Linked DNA regions of Ovis aries: region 2 is linked to region 1. The links are chromatin contacts, called in public Hi-C maps. All regions are on one chromosome and are shown on one strand. Each heading gives the region's core, a stretch centred on a gene start, on an enhancer-like site or on the middle of the called end of the contact. The rest is flanking DNA. Distances are from core to core; before and after follow the strand shown.

Region 1 (3,827 bases), core at 1,078-3,577:
CTCCCCTTCCTGCCATCAGCTCACCCACTCAGAAATTTCTGCAGGAAGAGTCTGAAGTTGGACTTGCTGCCTTCTAGTGGCCGGTAGTTAAAAACAAAAAGGGAAGTGGCAAAGGGCTGGCTCCACAGCCAAGAAGCCCCATCTCAGGAGCTGTTGACCTTGGCTGCGTCCCCTCCACAGCCCCCAAGCGCAGCTCACATTACTCCAGCACTTGGTCCTCCCTCCCCCAGTCCATTCCCTGCCAGCAGGGTCCACTGAGAGGGCAGGGGCTGGGAGGGTGGGCCAGGGCTGCTGCAGGCAAGTAGTTCCCAGCCATACCAGCTCCAGCGACTCTTTCTTTGCAGGTGGCTTTCCGTCTGGATTTCGAGTTCAGCAAATCCATCTTCCTGCACCACCTGGAGATCCAGCTCACAGCGGGCAGGTCAGGGCTGGCCCACTCCTTTTCCCTCCCCACTTGCAACTCCCAGACCCTGTTCTGCCACTAGGAACTGCCTCTCCCCACACCGAATCCCCCATTCCTCACTGCCCCAGCCTGGGAAGGCCCCAGGTTAGTCCCCAAGTGCTGGCGAGCGTGCTGCACTGCCACTGTTCTTCAGCTTGGATAGAAATAATAATACCCTTACCTTTATATAACAGTTACTTAAAAGCCTACAGTTGTGAAGCACTGGGCACATATTATCTCATTCAGTCTTTACAGCAGCCTCTTAAGACAAGCAAAGCAGGATTTATTCCCATCCCACCTCCCAGATAAGAAAAAGCTCAGAGAGGTTGAGTGAATTTCCCATCAACACACAGCATGTAAATAGCACAACTCGAAGCTAAACACTAGATTTCCTACTCCTCCCATCCAAGCACTAACCAGGCTCAACCCTGCTTAGCTTCTGAGAAGGGACAGATGGGGTGCGTGCAGGGTGGTGTGGACGCCCTGCACAGATTTCCTCCTCTTTATCCAGTGCTCTTTCTGCCCTTGGAAAGTTCCCATTTTTAAAGACCTTCTCTTAATTCCTTGTGGATCTGTCGGTCTGTCTGTCTCGCAGGCTTCCCTGAGGCAGTGTGTATGAGGTTGACACCATGAATCACCCATGTCGGTAATAAACACACAAACACAGGAAGGGATTCTAGCTTTATAAGGCTTTATAAACCCTCCTGAGAACTTCTCCACACTGAAAATAAATCCAGCAGCACCAACATTCGAGCACACACACAAGTCAGCAGTCACGAAGTGCTGGTGATCCACACACCAGCGTGTGCTTCGTGTAGTTAGCCAATCTGTGCACTTGGGTGGAATGCTCACCTGCCATGAGGTGAAGATGTGTTGATATCTTGAGGCCTCCCTCTAAGAAAAGAGCCCCTTCTCACAAGTAATGAACACCCTTGCCTGCAGTGTTCTTGGCAGCGTGGCTGCTGGTGGGTGCTTGTGAGTTGGGCGTGTGTGTGTGTCAGACTCTCTTTTCTAACTAAACACCTCTCTGGGGTAAAGCTTCCAAAGGAAATCCAGCTTCATGTACCTAATGAGCAGAAATTGTATCTCTTTATGTCTAAAATGATCTGCCCCGGTGGTTGGTGGTGCTCAGAAATAAAGGGAAGCATGTTTGACAAAGCTCTAATGCCTCCCTGGTCTTCTCAAGGCAGCACACAGCCCCTCAGCCACCCCATGGGAGCTGCCCGACCTGTACCTCAGAAAGGTCAATTCAAGAGTCAATAAATGCTCTCAGTTCAGTTCAGTCACTCAGTCGTGTACGACTCTTTGCAACCCCATGAATCGAAGCACACCAGGCCTCCCTGTCCATCACCAACTCCCGGAGCCCACCCAAACCCATGTCCAGTGAGTCGGTGATGCCATCCAACCATCTCATCCTCTGTCATCCCCTTCTCCTCCTGCCCTCAATCTTTCCCATCATCAGGGTCTTTTCCAATGAGTCAGCTCTTCGCATCAGGTGGCCAAAGGATTGGAGTTTGAGCTTCAACATCAGTCCTTCCAATGAACACCCAAGACTGATCTCATTTAGGATGGACTAGTTGGATCTCCTTGTAGTCCAAGGGACTCTCAAGAGTCTTGAATTAATTCCTCATGCTCCTCTCCTCCCCTGGGCAGAGCCTTACTCTACAAGCATAATCCCCACCCCTGGGGCCCCCAGCACAGGACTTGCCCGGCTGACAGATGAGACGGGGCACAGGCTGCTGTGAGCAGGCTGGCATGGTCCTCCCAGCCTCCAGCCCAGATGTGCTGTGCCCAGAGAGAAGGCAGGGAAAGCTGAGGTCCAGGTCCCCCGCCTCCCCGGCTTTTTCCCTCCTGGGAGACAGCACCCTGCCCCCAGCTGGCCTCTCTGGAGCCGCAGCCTGAGACTAGCCAGGAGGCTCCTTCTCAGCCCAGCTTGGATCCCTCCAGCTGCCCTGAGGCAGTCGGGGTGTGGGGGCTGAGTGGAGGGAGGGCTGCCCCTTCGTGACCACAGGTGCGGCTGGCTCTCCTTGCAGTGACAGCGATGAGGAGGAGAGCACCAAGGAAGACAACACGGCCCTTCTGCGCTTCCACCTCAAGTACGAGGCTGACGTCCTCTTCACCAGGTGGGCCAGGGCCCTGGGGCACCTGTGCTGAGGTACTCAGAGATGCAGCCGTGTTATCCCTAAGAGTGCAGCGCCCCGTCCATGAAGGGGAGGCAGTATCCACTAGAGGAGGAGGAGGCACAGACCTGGTCCCCAGGGAGCCCCCTGCAGGGGGCACCCTGAAGGCTGGGGCCACAGGCAGTGTCCACCCAGGAGAGGCTGCAAGTGGGGACCTGCTCTGCAGAGAAGTCAAACCAGTAACAGAACTTGCTAAAAAGTCCATCTGCATCTCATTACCACCTCGCACTGGCAAGTCCAAACAGTATCAGTGAGAAAATGCTCCTCCCCCAGGACAGACTGCTCCCACCACCCCCTCCCTCAGTCTGCTCCTAGCCTCCAGTCTGCCCCCGACCCCACCTCCCAGAGCTCCCAGGTAGGTGGAGAAGCCAGGAAGTAACAGCAAGCAGAAAGCTCTGGCCCTCGTTCAGCCAACACTAGAGGCTGGAATGGTGCACAGTGGGCAAGCTGGTGATCGAAAGAGGCCATGCCCCTGGGCAGGAGGCAAGGACTGGGATGGCAGAGAACTGGCCCTTCTGATTCATGCCCGTCCCGCACACCAGCAGACATTGCTAACTGATCTCAGTGCTTATTCCTGCTGAGCCTCAGAAGCCTTCCCAACACAGCCCTCCCAATGGACACAAGAGGAAATCTGTTTGCTGTGGTCCGGGGGAGATGGGAACATGCCCACACCTTCTTCGTTCGTTTATCCGTCTGGCCAACACAGACTGAGCTCATGGCATCCCTGTCCTCCGTCCCTGCAGGAGCAGCAGCCTGAGCCACTACGAGGTCAAGTCCAACAGCTCCCTGGAGAGATACCATGGCACTGGGCCTCCCTTCCACTGCGTTTTCAAGGTTAGGCTGGAGGGCAGCCAGGCAGACAGAGAAAGACGGGAGCTGAGAGCCCCCATTTGGGAGGGAAGCAATCTGAAAGCATTGCCAGTGCCTAGATTTCAGCCTCAACCCTGCCACCCCTTCACTGTGTGACTTTAGGCAAATCCCTCCCCATCTCTGAGCCTCTCAGTCCTCATCTGGAAAAGTACAGGGCTGGACTGGGAGGATGTGTCAGTGAAGATTAGGTGTATCTGCTTATAATTTTTTAAATATGAAACAACAGTGATATGTATATAATGCCCTGGGGTTTATTCTCTCCCATAAAAAAGAAGTCCAGAGTTGACAACTTTACAAAGTCCTCTGGGACTGAGTCTCCTTGTATCCGTTCCACC
Region 2 (3,637 bases), core at 623-3,122, 240 kb before region 1:
ATTTTTCGCCTGGAGAACTGAGGGTGGCCAGCACTGCTCTTGTCGGGATTTTGCTCTGGAAAATGAGTGAGACGGGCTGGCAAGAGAGGGACAGCAGGGTGAGGTGAGGTCTGGGCGTTTAGGAGGCCCCATCCTGAGGAAATGGGACCTTTCTGGAGGAAGCACCAAGTCTCTGGGCGGCTGCTGACCCTGACAGGCTTTCTGGGTGTTGGCCCAGCGGTCTCCAGGGGGCTAGGGACAGCGGGACTGAGCTCAGGAGGCGGCCCCAGCTCCTGCCGCCTTCCCCCAGTGCCCACAGCCTCCCAGACGGCCTGTTTAGCCTGGCTCTTTATCCTCCTGGCCTGGACGATAGGATTTCTCTCTCTCAAAACAGGAATGTCTCTACCAGAACTGAAGGAAGAGGAAAGCCCTCTGGCTCCCTCAAGCGCCGCCCTGGCTGCCGCTCTGCCCCCCACCCCAGGATTCGGCCCCCTCCCGCCCTGTTCCAGGCTGGGCTCCAGACTGGAGGATGCCAGTCTGGCTGGGGGGCACAGGGCCTCAGCCTCGGGGCGTTTGGAGCTGGTGGGAGAGGCCAGTGGGGAAACCCCATCCTTTATCTCACCAACTTTAAAATGTGGGCAGAGGCCACACCCACACAGGCGATGCAATTTAATTCGTGATTCAATTCACAGGATTGAGCTGACTACCTCATATTTGGCAGCGACTGGGGTAGGGGCAGTAGGAAGGCCACACGCTTTGGAGTCACATAAACCCCAGACCTAACATTTATAGCAGCAAAGGCCTTTATATATCAATCCAGTGAAAATAAGTGAACTAAGCCCCCAGCTCGAAAAGTTGGGGGAAAATTCACGAAGGTTCAGAGGTAGGGTCTTCATTTTTTGATACTTTCCTCATCGATTGAGCCCTCCACGTGTGCCGGGCATCATGATTTTATTAATCATAATTCCTTCAATCCTCACAGCCCCACAAAAGAGGAAATACTTCGACCATTTCACAGATGCAGAAAATGAGACACAGTGTCAATCACAAATTGGCACTTGCCATGAGTGTCTGCTACTTACCTCTGCAAGGATTAAATCATGTGCTGCCACAGCTGCTGACCTCCAGCAACCCTGAAGGAGATCAGGGTGGAGAGTAGAGATGGGGCACTCTGTGCTCCAGGAAACTGGCAGGACAGGTCTTCAGATAGTTAGATCTTCTCAGGAGCTGATTTTATGAGCCCAATTCTTGTATCTCCTCATATCTAGAAAAGCACTAAAATCCTTCTTGGTGATGATTGTTTCTCGTGACTAGCAGAAGCTTCATGAGACCAGCAGAAACTTTCTATAAAAAAATATGTGCTTGATTGCATGCACTCTCCCTTTACCAAAATCACAGACATGCTATCTTCTCCCCTCACCTCTTTGGAACCGTTTCTCAGAACTATCTGAGGTGCTGTCTCCTGGGCTGCAGTCCTCATATTGCCCCCAATAAAACTTAACTCACAACGTCACGTTGTGCACTTTTTTTAAGTTGACAACGCAAAGGTGAGTACTCATCGCTGACTGACTCCATTGCTCAGCAACTGCAGTGAGGGCCGGGTGCCAGGCACCGGAGGGAGCACGGAGATGTTACCACGTCATCCTCCAGGAGTTTAGGGTCACGCTGGGGTGTGATGCTCTCACCCAGGCCACCCGCTCAGGTACTGTCCTCCAGGCAAAGGGTCAATCTCTGTTCCTGCTGTAGGGCCAGGACTGAGTCCTCTGCTGCTGTGTGTCCGCAGCAACTAACTCAGAGCCCAGTGAAACTGAGGGGCTCAGTACACAGGTGCCGAGTGGGTGGGTCAGTGGATGAAATATGTGTTGCCTAGTGTGCAGGTCACTGGCCACACACAGACACAATGCGTATTGTTACATGATGTCTCCCAGTTGCTCCTCCCGGTAACCCTCTGAGGGAGGCACCATCTTTATCTCCTTTTTTAAGATGGGCAAACTGAGCCACGCAGTGATACAGCCACTCGCTCAGGGGAAGGAGAGCCAGGGTGTGCAGCCTGGTGACGGTGCCTCCGCTCTCAACCACCACCCTCTACAGTTAGCTATCTACAGCAGGGGACGTAAGAGCTTGGAGTCGGCTGGTGTGGTCAACAGCATGAGGTCTGAGATACCCCTCAGACAACCAGAAAAAGGGATGGGGTTGAGGGGAGATAATCCAGGAAGCACACACACCATGTGTCCAGCAGACTGCCCTGAATTGAGGGCTGGGGGTGTCCGGAGTTACAGGAAGGCTTCATTCCTTCATTCCCTAAAAGACAGCCATTGAAGGCTGCTGGGCAAGGGGCTGCAAAGGGGAAGTGGGGAGACGGAACTGGCCATCACCAGCAGTGGTGGATGGGGGCAGGGAACAGGACAGGAGGACAGAGGGGAAACTTCTAGAATTGTCTGCAGGGAGGAATGGAAGCTCTGAGCTCAGAGACAAGCTGGGGGCAGAAGAGGGTGCTGGAAAAGAGGCATCAGTTCAAGAGTCATTACCAGGGAAGGTTCCTTGGAAGCAAACAGGAGGGTCTCCATGGGAACCATCAGACTCTGCCCCTGGGAAATTGCCCTTGCTGGCCTTTGAGTCGCATTTTTAGACAGTCCCTTGAGCCCCTGGGGTGAGAGACGATGGAGGGGAGAGGGTAGAAAAGTGGGGGTGGGGATCCACCAGCCCCCCAAATGCCTTTAGTGCCTGTGTCTCTGCAATGTCAGGAATGGGCTCAGACTCCAAGATAAACAACTGGTTGACCCGGCCCATGCTGCTGAGAGTTACTGTGAATCAGCCCCAGGCTCAGGTCCAGGGGTGAGAGATATTTCCCAGCCAGTGAGGAGGGAGCAAGCCAGCCACTCTCCTGGAAATTTCCACACGTTTCCCCCTCTTTTTGAGGAGGAAAAGCTGAGGGCTACAGAGGAGACATGACTTGTTCAAGGTCACATGGCAGCAGCAGAGTCACTGCTGGAAAATGCCTCCTTAGAAACTAAACCCAAGCTTCCTGTGAGTGCGAATGTTTCTGCTGCAAGCCTTCCTAGCTGTCTCCACCTGGCCAGCCTGATGCTTTGCAGATCTGCACTGCCTTGGTGGTTAAGAGTTTCCTTTGTTCTGCAGTAAACTCTGACCACCCAGGGGAAGTCTGGAACAAGGCATTTGTTGTTAAATATTCCAGGTAGTGGAGCATCATTCAGCAAATCACGTATTGATATTGACTGCTGATTATCAAACAGGGAGCTACACAGTATGTGAGTGTGCACTGCGGTGGGTAGAAAATATTCCCATTTTCCTCTTTCTTGGCACATGGTAGGACTGAATGTCTCTGATCTCTTTGGGAATTAAGTGAAGTCATAGGTCTTGCCCTGACCTATACAGTGTGGACAGAAGTAATGTATGACCCTCTTGGGAAGCTTGAAGAGCCAAGATACAGTTTTGGCCATGTCCCCATCTTGCTCAGCAACTGTGAAAGCGGGTGTTCAGGTGGAGCCTTGAGTGGCCTGGTTTCTGGGTGACTACCATGAGTGAGGTCCCCTTCCTTCTGGTCCACACTGGATGTGAAATGTGAACCAGAAATAAAGTCTTATTCATCTGGGGGGTGTTGTTAGCATTGCTTGGCCTATCCTATTCTGACTGACAG

Evidence for each region. Hi-C and Micro-C count contacts between places; a contact is called where the count stands out from the background.
Region 2: a contact with region 1 is called in a Hi-C map of omental adipose tissue, with 4 times the contacts expected there. The contact joins two enhancer-like sites. A contact is called at or near these places in 3 of 16 Hi-C or Micro-C datasets (hypothalamus, omental adipose tissue and tail adipose tissue).

Annotation. Positions count from the first base shown.
Region 1 is chr7:15,099,266-15,103,092 of ARS-UI_Ramb_v3.0, reverse strand. It overlaps ITGA11 (integrin subunit alpha 11), which reads left to right. Exons shown (of 30, transcript XM_027971524.3): 22 at 345-421; 23 at 2,476-2,565; 24 at 3,366-3,456. Among named protein-coding and RNA genes, the nearest start is that of FEM1B, 35 kb to the right of the region's middle. Within about 2 kb of position 2,327, at least 1 of the 54 cell types and tissues checked has an H3K27ac peak or open chromatin away from gene starts, as enhancers often do.
Region 2 is chr7:15,343,791-15,347,427 of ARS-UI_Ramb_v3.0, reverse strand. No RefSeq gene overlaps it. Among named protein-coding and RNA genes, the nearest start is that of CORO2B, 39 kb to the left of the region's middle. Within about 2 kb of position 1,872, at least 2 of the 54 cell types and tissues checked have an H3K27ac peak or open chromatin away from gene starts, as enhancers often do.